Linked DNA regions of Sus scrofa: region 1 is linked to region 2. Evidence: chromatin contacts called from public Hi-C data. All regions are on one chromosome and are shown on one strand. The core of a region is the stretch at or near the end of the contact, and the rest is flanking DNA. Distances in the headings are between cores, read along the strand shown. Region 1 holds the start of GPANK1 (G-patch domain and ankyrin repeats 1). Region 2 holds the start of C7H6orf136 (chromosome 7 open reading frame, human C6orf136).

Region 1 (3,123 bases), core at 117-2,616, 590 kb after region 2:
GTCCATCTTCTCCTGATGCTCCTGCTGTAGTCTCCCTCATCGTTCGTCTTTTCTTCCTCTTTCTAGCAGGCTCAGGCTGAGATCTCTGGGGCTCAGGGGTGCTGTCCTCGTCCCCAATCAAAGCTTCATAGAAAGCCCGGGCTGCAGCCCCATCCAGGGTGGGCTCCAGCTCTTCAGGGTGTGACTGCAGTTGCCCATCTTTCCAGAGATCACTGGGGTCAGTGGCTGGGGTAAAGTTAATGAGGGAGGACCCGGACATGGCTTTGGGGAGAGTTGGGAAAATGAGATTAGGCAGGGGGAAGCCAAGTCCCAGATGGTCCTGCAATGACCAGAATCACCTACAGACACCTGCTGGGATAAAAACAAGTATCCTTAGAATCAAAAATCCCCTCCCGGGAGTTCCCTTCGTGGCTCAGTGGTTAACAAACCTGATTAGATTCGATCCCTGGCCTCAGATCAGTGGGTTAAGGATCCGGCGTTGCTGTGAGCTGTGGTGTAGGTTGCAGACACGGCTGGATCCTGCGTTGCTGTGGCTGTGGTGTAGGCCAGCAGCTGTAGCTCCAATTCCATTTCTAGCCTGGGAGCCTCCATATGCCACCGGTGCAGCCCTAAAGACAAAAACAAACAAAAACCCTCCTACGCGGAAAGTGAACCCCGAGGACCACGGATTGTGTAAAAATAGGAAACCCTATGGTAACAGACCATGCCCCTTAGTAAAGGTTAACAAAGTAGACTCTGTAAGACAGTTGCCCAGAAGTCCTGTGCTCTGCCCCCACTCCATCCTCACCATCAATAATAACAGCCTTTCTCTGAAACTACTTTACAACTGCGCGGGACATACCATTAAGGAAAACAATCAGCCTGGCTCTTTAAATCTTCCTGGATCCTATTTCGGGGTATTCTTAAACAAAAACAGACTTGACATTTGTCCGGAAGCAGGAAGCCGATTCGCGGGGAGGTTCCACTCGTTGCTTTGCAGCTTCCGTACTGCAAAATGGCGCTACTCTAAGCAAAGGCGTCCACAGTCAAAGCCGCATGCGCAGCTGAATGGGGAGCGGGCGGGGGACAAACAAAAACAATACTGGAGCACGCAGGCGCGCTGCTCCGGGCTATTTCCCGCCCTGGAATCTTTCCAATAACACAAGCGCAAAACGCCACGTGCCCTGGTAGCGCGAGGATCGAGAAATATCTGTCGGTTGGGGTCCTGCTTTTACCTAACGCCCCCACAATGCTCTTCGCCTCCCTCAACGTGGCCCCCGCTCCAAGCTCATTTTCTGGACCTGGGAAACCACCCTCTGGGTTAAGAAAGGCCCTGAGGCGGAGAATGCCCAGAAGCCGTGAAATGAAATAGTCACGCAGCCCCTCACCATTAATCTGACCAGGGTTGGAAGGTCGCACTTAGCACCCGCAGCAGAAGGCCCTGTTCAAGCCTTAAAAGGAAATGGAGAAGTGCAAGGGGACGAGCAACAGAATGGCTGGCGCCACCTCAGGTTAGCGCACGGGACCTTCCCGATTCTCACACCTCTCAGCTCAGCCAGCACACCCTACCCAGGTCCCTCAGCGCGGAACCCGGCCTCACCTCCCACCTCAGGAGATCAAACCCTTGAGTGAAATATGGGCCCCGTTGAGGGTCTCCTTGGCAGGCTGACTCGGACAGGGGGGCTCCACAAGCGATAAGGGCCAGGCAGCTGGTCGGTGATGAGGTCAATGGTCTGGGTAGCAGGGCCGCACGCCTGAGGCTCGTTGTGTGAGAGGGAGCGGCAGTAAATGATCCAGCCTGTCTTGTTCCTTTCCCCGCCCCCTCTCAGCCCCACGGTGATAAGATCACTCGACTATATTTCCCAGGCTCCCTGGCCCAGAACACGGTACTGCGTTTCCGCTTCCGGTGGCGGCTCCCTACGCCCCGCCCCGGAGCGTTTCCCTCAGGGGCCTCGCGACACCAGGGTCGTGGGCGGGTCGTCCTGGGATTCGTAGTTCGCCCTTTCTCAGTTGCGCCAGTTTCTAGCTTCCGAGGACTCCATCTCCCGGCGTTCACCGCGGCGCACGATTTTAAGCGCTTGCGCGTTGCCCTCTTCCCCACCCTCCCCAGTTTCCACTCCCCCCGCCCCACTTCGCCTGCCGCGGTTGGATCCGCGGCCTGCGTTGTAGCCGTCGCCGCGGTTCCTTGGAAGCAGAAACTCCCCTCCCCTCCCCGCCCCCCCGGTCCCAGTCCCCGTCCAGCCGGTGAGTCTGAGGTCGTTGCCGCGCCGCGTCCCCTGTTCCTGGGCGCGGCACAAGGGGTCTCCGTGCCTTGATGTGGGGGTGGGGAAGGAAGTGACCAGGTCCGGGACCGAAGGAAGGAGGGGGTGGTCTGAAGGATGGAGGCGGGATAAGGAGACTCCCGTGAAAGGGACCTAACTGCCATCCCCAGACTTTGAGAAAAAGAGGAGCTTAGCTCTTGCCTGGAAAGAAACTTCGGAAACCTTGGGAATGGGGCCGGGGACAAACGGAGACTTGCGGGGGTAGGGAATCTGAGCCGCAGGCCCTGCTGGAGTTGACATAGAGGAGAGAGGGGCCTGGCCTTGGGGAGCGTTAGGGATGTGGATAGGACTAATGGGTCAAGACCTGCCGGTTACACACAAGTGTTGGGACCCCAGAGAATTTCCTGTCTCTGAAAAAAGGGGTTGAGGTGTGAATAGGAGGAGCTGGAGAGAACTGCTCCAGTCTAGGATCCTTTAAGAAAGGGTGGCCCTAAATTCTTCTGTGGTTGGAGGGCAAAGTGTGGGAAGAGGGAGGATATCAGAGGCAGGGAGGAGAGCTTAGGCTGACACTCTTCTTTTTCTAGCTGAAGTGAAGATGAGCAGCTCAGAGGAGGTGTCCTGGATTTCCTGGTTCTGTGGGCTCCGTGGCAATGAATTCTTCTGTGAAGTGAGTTCTTAACCTCCTTGTCCCTTTCCACATATAATCTGGCCAGGCATTCTCTCGCATAGTATATATTCAGTTTCTAGATACTTGTTTTACAGTCTTCCGTAAAAACCCTTTCACGTTAAGAAAGAGTCTCCTTAGTAATTCTCTCACTAACTCATACTGAAGGCAAGACTGGGCCTCAGGTTGACCCTGCCACCCTCCAGCAATGTAATGTTG
Region 2 (3,063 bases), core at 392-2,891:
CTCTTTCTCAAGATAATCCTTGTCCTCCTAAATTCATCCTTGTCACTCCCTGTTTCCCTCCGGCTGAGGTATCTGATAATTAAGGTAACCATGTTTTCCAAACCAAACATCAGGGCACCTGGTCCAACAAAATTTTTTTTGCCTATATTTGTATCTGTTTTTATGATATGATTTAGATCACATTTAGCCTTACTTTTAACACATTACCTCAATCAGAAATAAAAAAGCAGCAAATCAGGACTGCTCCAGGAAATCTTGGGGTATAAAGTGAGCTCCCTTCCCTTCTTTGGGACACAACTTAGATTAAAGCCCCATAGGAATGATGACCACCCCTCCCTCTATTCCTATGCTGTTGCTTTTATTCTTCTCCTCTTAATTCCTCCGTACCCACCCATATTTCATCCTGTGGCCCTCTTCCCCATCATCTCACATTTCTTCTACAGGGGGACTCCCCCAGGGCTGGTAGCCCAAAGCTGCTGTTATAGCCGCCATGGGCAGGTGAATTCCTCACCCCCCAATACAGGTAAGTTACTCATCTTCTTACCCTCAAATCAAGGCCATATTCACAACCTCCTCCAGACTTCCCATACACATGCCTGGTATTTCCACAGGCAGCCAAGAACTGAAGCAGGGGGAGCAGGAAACAGAGAATAGGTGAGGTCTGAGCCCCTCCCCTACCAGCCTCCCACCGCCTCAGACTTCTTTCCCAACATCACTCTCGGCTGCTTCCTCCTAAATCTCACTCTGAATTGAGTATCAGTTCCTCCCACAAAGCCTTTGACCTAACATCCTACAAGCCTCTTTCCCCCTAGGTTCAACTTCACTGCTTCCCTTTGGCGTTCTCTGAGGGGTTTCAAGTTGGGACATAGCACTAATGGTTCCAGCCTCATACCCCATCACATGTCCTTTACACTAGACCGACAGACTTTGAAGAAGCTGTGATATTAATTCTCACTGTGTACCCCGGTAACCCACTCTCTATCTCCCTCCCCGCCTACTAGGTCTGCCAGTGAGGAGCAGGTCTTGTCACAGGATGGGTCTGGGGAAGAACCCTTGCACACAGTTCCTCCACAGGCCCAGGCTCCACCAGCCCGGTCCTGGACAATGGGTGGGGACATGTTCAACGCCAGGTTCATTCGAAACTTGCAGGAAAGTCGCAGTACCAGGCCTTGGTGACCACAGCTCCCTCTCACACCTTTAAAGTCAGTATTATTTCTCTCTCACACACAGGACGTAGCCAAAGCTTACCCTCACAGTGGATATATCCATCCTTTCATTCATTGGACAGGCGTTCTTATCAGTGCCAAGTCATTTGTATCTTATTTTTAACCACAGAAATAAAGTATTTATTTTTATCACAAGAGTTAATGAAAAATGCGACTGTCATTATTTCAAACCCACCCCTCATTCGTGGCACACCCTGCTCAGCCCCATCATCTCCGACTTTTGCGCAAGCGCCGCAGGTGAGAGCCTTGCTCAAGGCCGCTAATCCACTGCGCAAGCGCTCTTGAGGCAGCCTCCGATCCGGCTAGCGCAGGCGCACTTACTGCAGATCAGCGCCTCACCGCCTCCCTGGAACCCGCCGCAGTGCGCAAGCGCGCAACATCTCGGTTTCCCTCCCCTCAGTCCCTCACCCCCCCTCCTTTCCCCTTCAAGAAGCCGGCTCCGGGGCGCGCTCACCCCTGTGAGGAGGCCGGAGACCGGACACCAGAGGCGCTCTCTCCACTCCCGGAAGATCATGTACCAGCCCAGCCGGGGGGCGGCCCGGCGTCTCGGCTCCTGCCTCCGTGCCTATCAGGCTCGTCCCCAGGTGAGAGCAGAGAGGAAGCGGGAGGGGAGGGGAGAGGAGGGGGCGGGGAGAGACCCTCCTCAGAGCCGGGGCGGAGCGCGCGTCCCGTTCTGCGCAGGCGCGGTGACGTCCCACTATTCCTTCCCACCTGTGCCCAGCGGCGCGTGGAGGGGCGAGGGGTCGCGGGGACGCGAGGTTGGCGTCGCCAGCCCTGATGCGCAATGGGCTGCGCGTTTTCCCGGGTCTGCGGAGGCAGGCGGGGTTGAAGCTGGGGCGGCGGGGCTCGTCCGCATTTCGCCCGCGTCTCTGCGGTTACCTGTGTCTGGAGGTGATTTGAAGGGCAGGGGGCGGAGAGGTTCGCGTTGCCGCCCAGGAGCCGACCAGACGGACCTGCGGGCCGCGCTGTGCAGCCCGCGCATCTTGCACCCGGATAGCGGTCCCGGCGGGAAGGCCGGCCCAGGTGGACCCGGTTCAGGCCCCTGCGCCTGGGCGGGCAAGATGGCCACGCCCCCGGCGGAGACGGCGCCACCGGGACACGGTCGGGGACGGAGGTACCTGCGCGGCCCGCCCGTCCCCCCCTAGATAATGAGACCCCTAGAGGTTTTCTTGGGAGCTTAGGCCTGATTTGGGGTAACCTCCCCCTTATTGATGTTTCACCGTCAGTAAACCAGGTCCATCCAGCCTTTAACAGTCTCCTGGGCTTTTCCGTGTCATTAGAGGAGCCCAGATGATGAGCTTACATTTATATATTGCTTTACAGGAGGCAGTTTTATTTATATTTATTATCTCATATAGTCCTCATAATAACTCTGTGGCTTCACAGTTCTCGTTTATAGGACATTTAATGGAAACTCAGGCTTAGGGAATGAGAGTGCCTGAAGGTTGCATACAGAATTGGAACTCAAGTCTCCTAGTTCCAGTTGGATGTTCTTTTCTCTATACATCTGCCTCACACACTCGTGGAGCTGTGTTACAGGCCACATCATTTTATCTATGAGACCTGTTAATTCATTCATTTGGTCATTCTTCAAATGTGGATTCTTGCACATTTGAGAGAGGCAAACTTGCCCCCAAATAATGTTGAAATCTTAAATCTAAAGTTAATTGCTAATGTTTGGGAGAGGCATTTGTACTTTTGTCACAAGAAAGTGTTTCCTCTTAAGTAGAGATGGAGATGAATTTTTCCTCTAGTAATTCCATCTCGTGTCAGGAAGAGCAAGTGGGATCGGAAGCGTGTTAACGGGCAGTTTGGATGGAGGGGCATTATGTAGCTG

Evidence for each region. A called contact is a pair of places that touch in the nucleus more often than the background predicts.
Region 1: a Hi-C map of liver shows a contact between it and region 2, with 11 times the contacts expected there. The contact joins the promoter of GPANK1 here to the promoter of C7H6orf136 in region 2. A contact is called at or near these places in 1 of 47 Hi-C or Micro-C datasets (liver) and 1 of 2 datasets of contacts at active chromatin or transcription factors (skeletal muscle).

What each region holds. Positions count from the first base shown.
Region 1 is chr7:23,778,980-23,782,102 of Sscrofa11.1, forward strand. GPANK1 (G-patch domain and ankyrin repeats 1) reads right to left here and starts at 1,367. Exons shown (of 3, transcript NM_001145383.1): 1 at 842-1,367; 2 at 1-348. The coding sequence starts at 259. It overlaps CSNK2B (casein kinase 2 beta), which reads left to right and starts at 2,215. Exons shown (of 7, transcript NM_001145377.2): 1 at 2,215-2,223; 2 at 2,825-2,907. The coding sequence starts at 2,836.
Region 2 is chr7:23,184,089-23,187,151 of Sscrofa11.1, forward strand. C7H6orf136 (chromosome 7 open reading frame, human C6orf136) reads left to right here and starts at 1,642. Exons shown (of 6, transcript NM_001243459.1): 1 at 1,642-1,810. The coding sequence starts at 1,739. It also overlaps a transcript of ATAT1 not described here.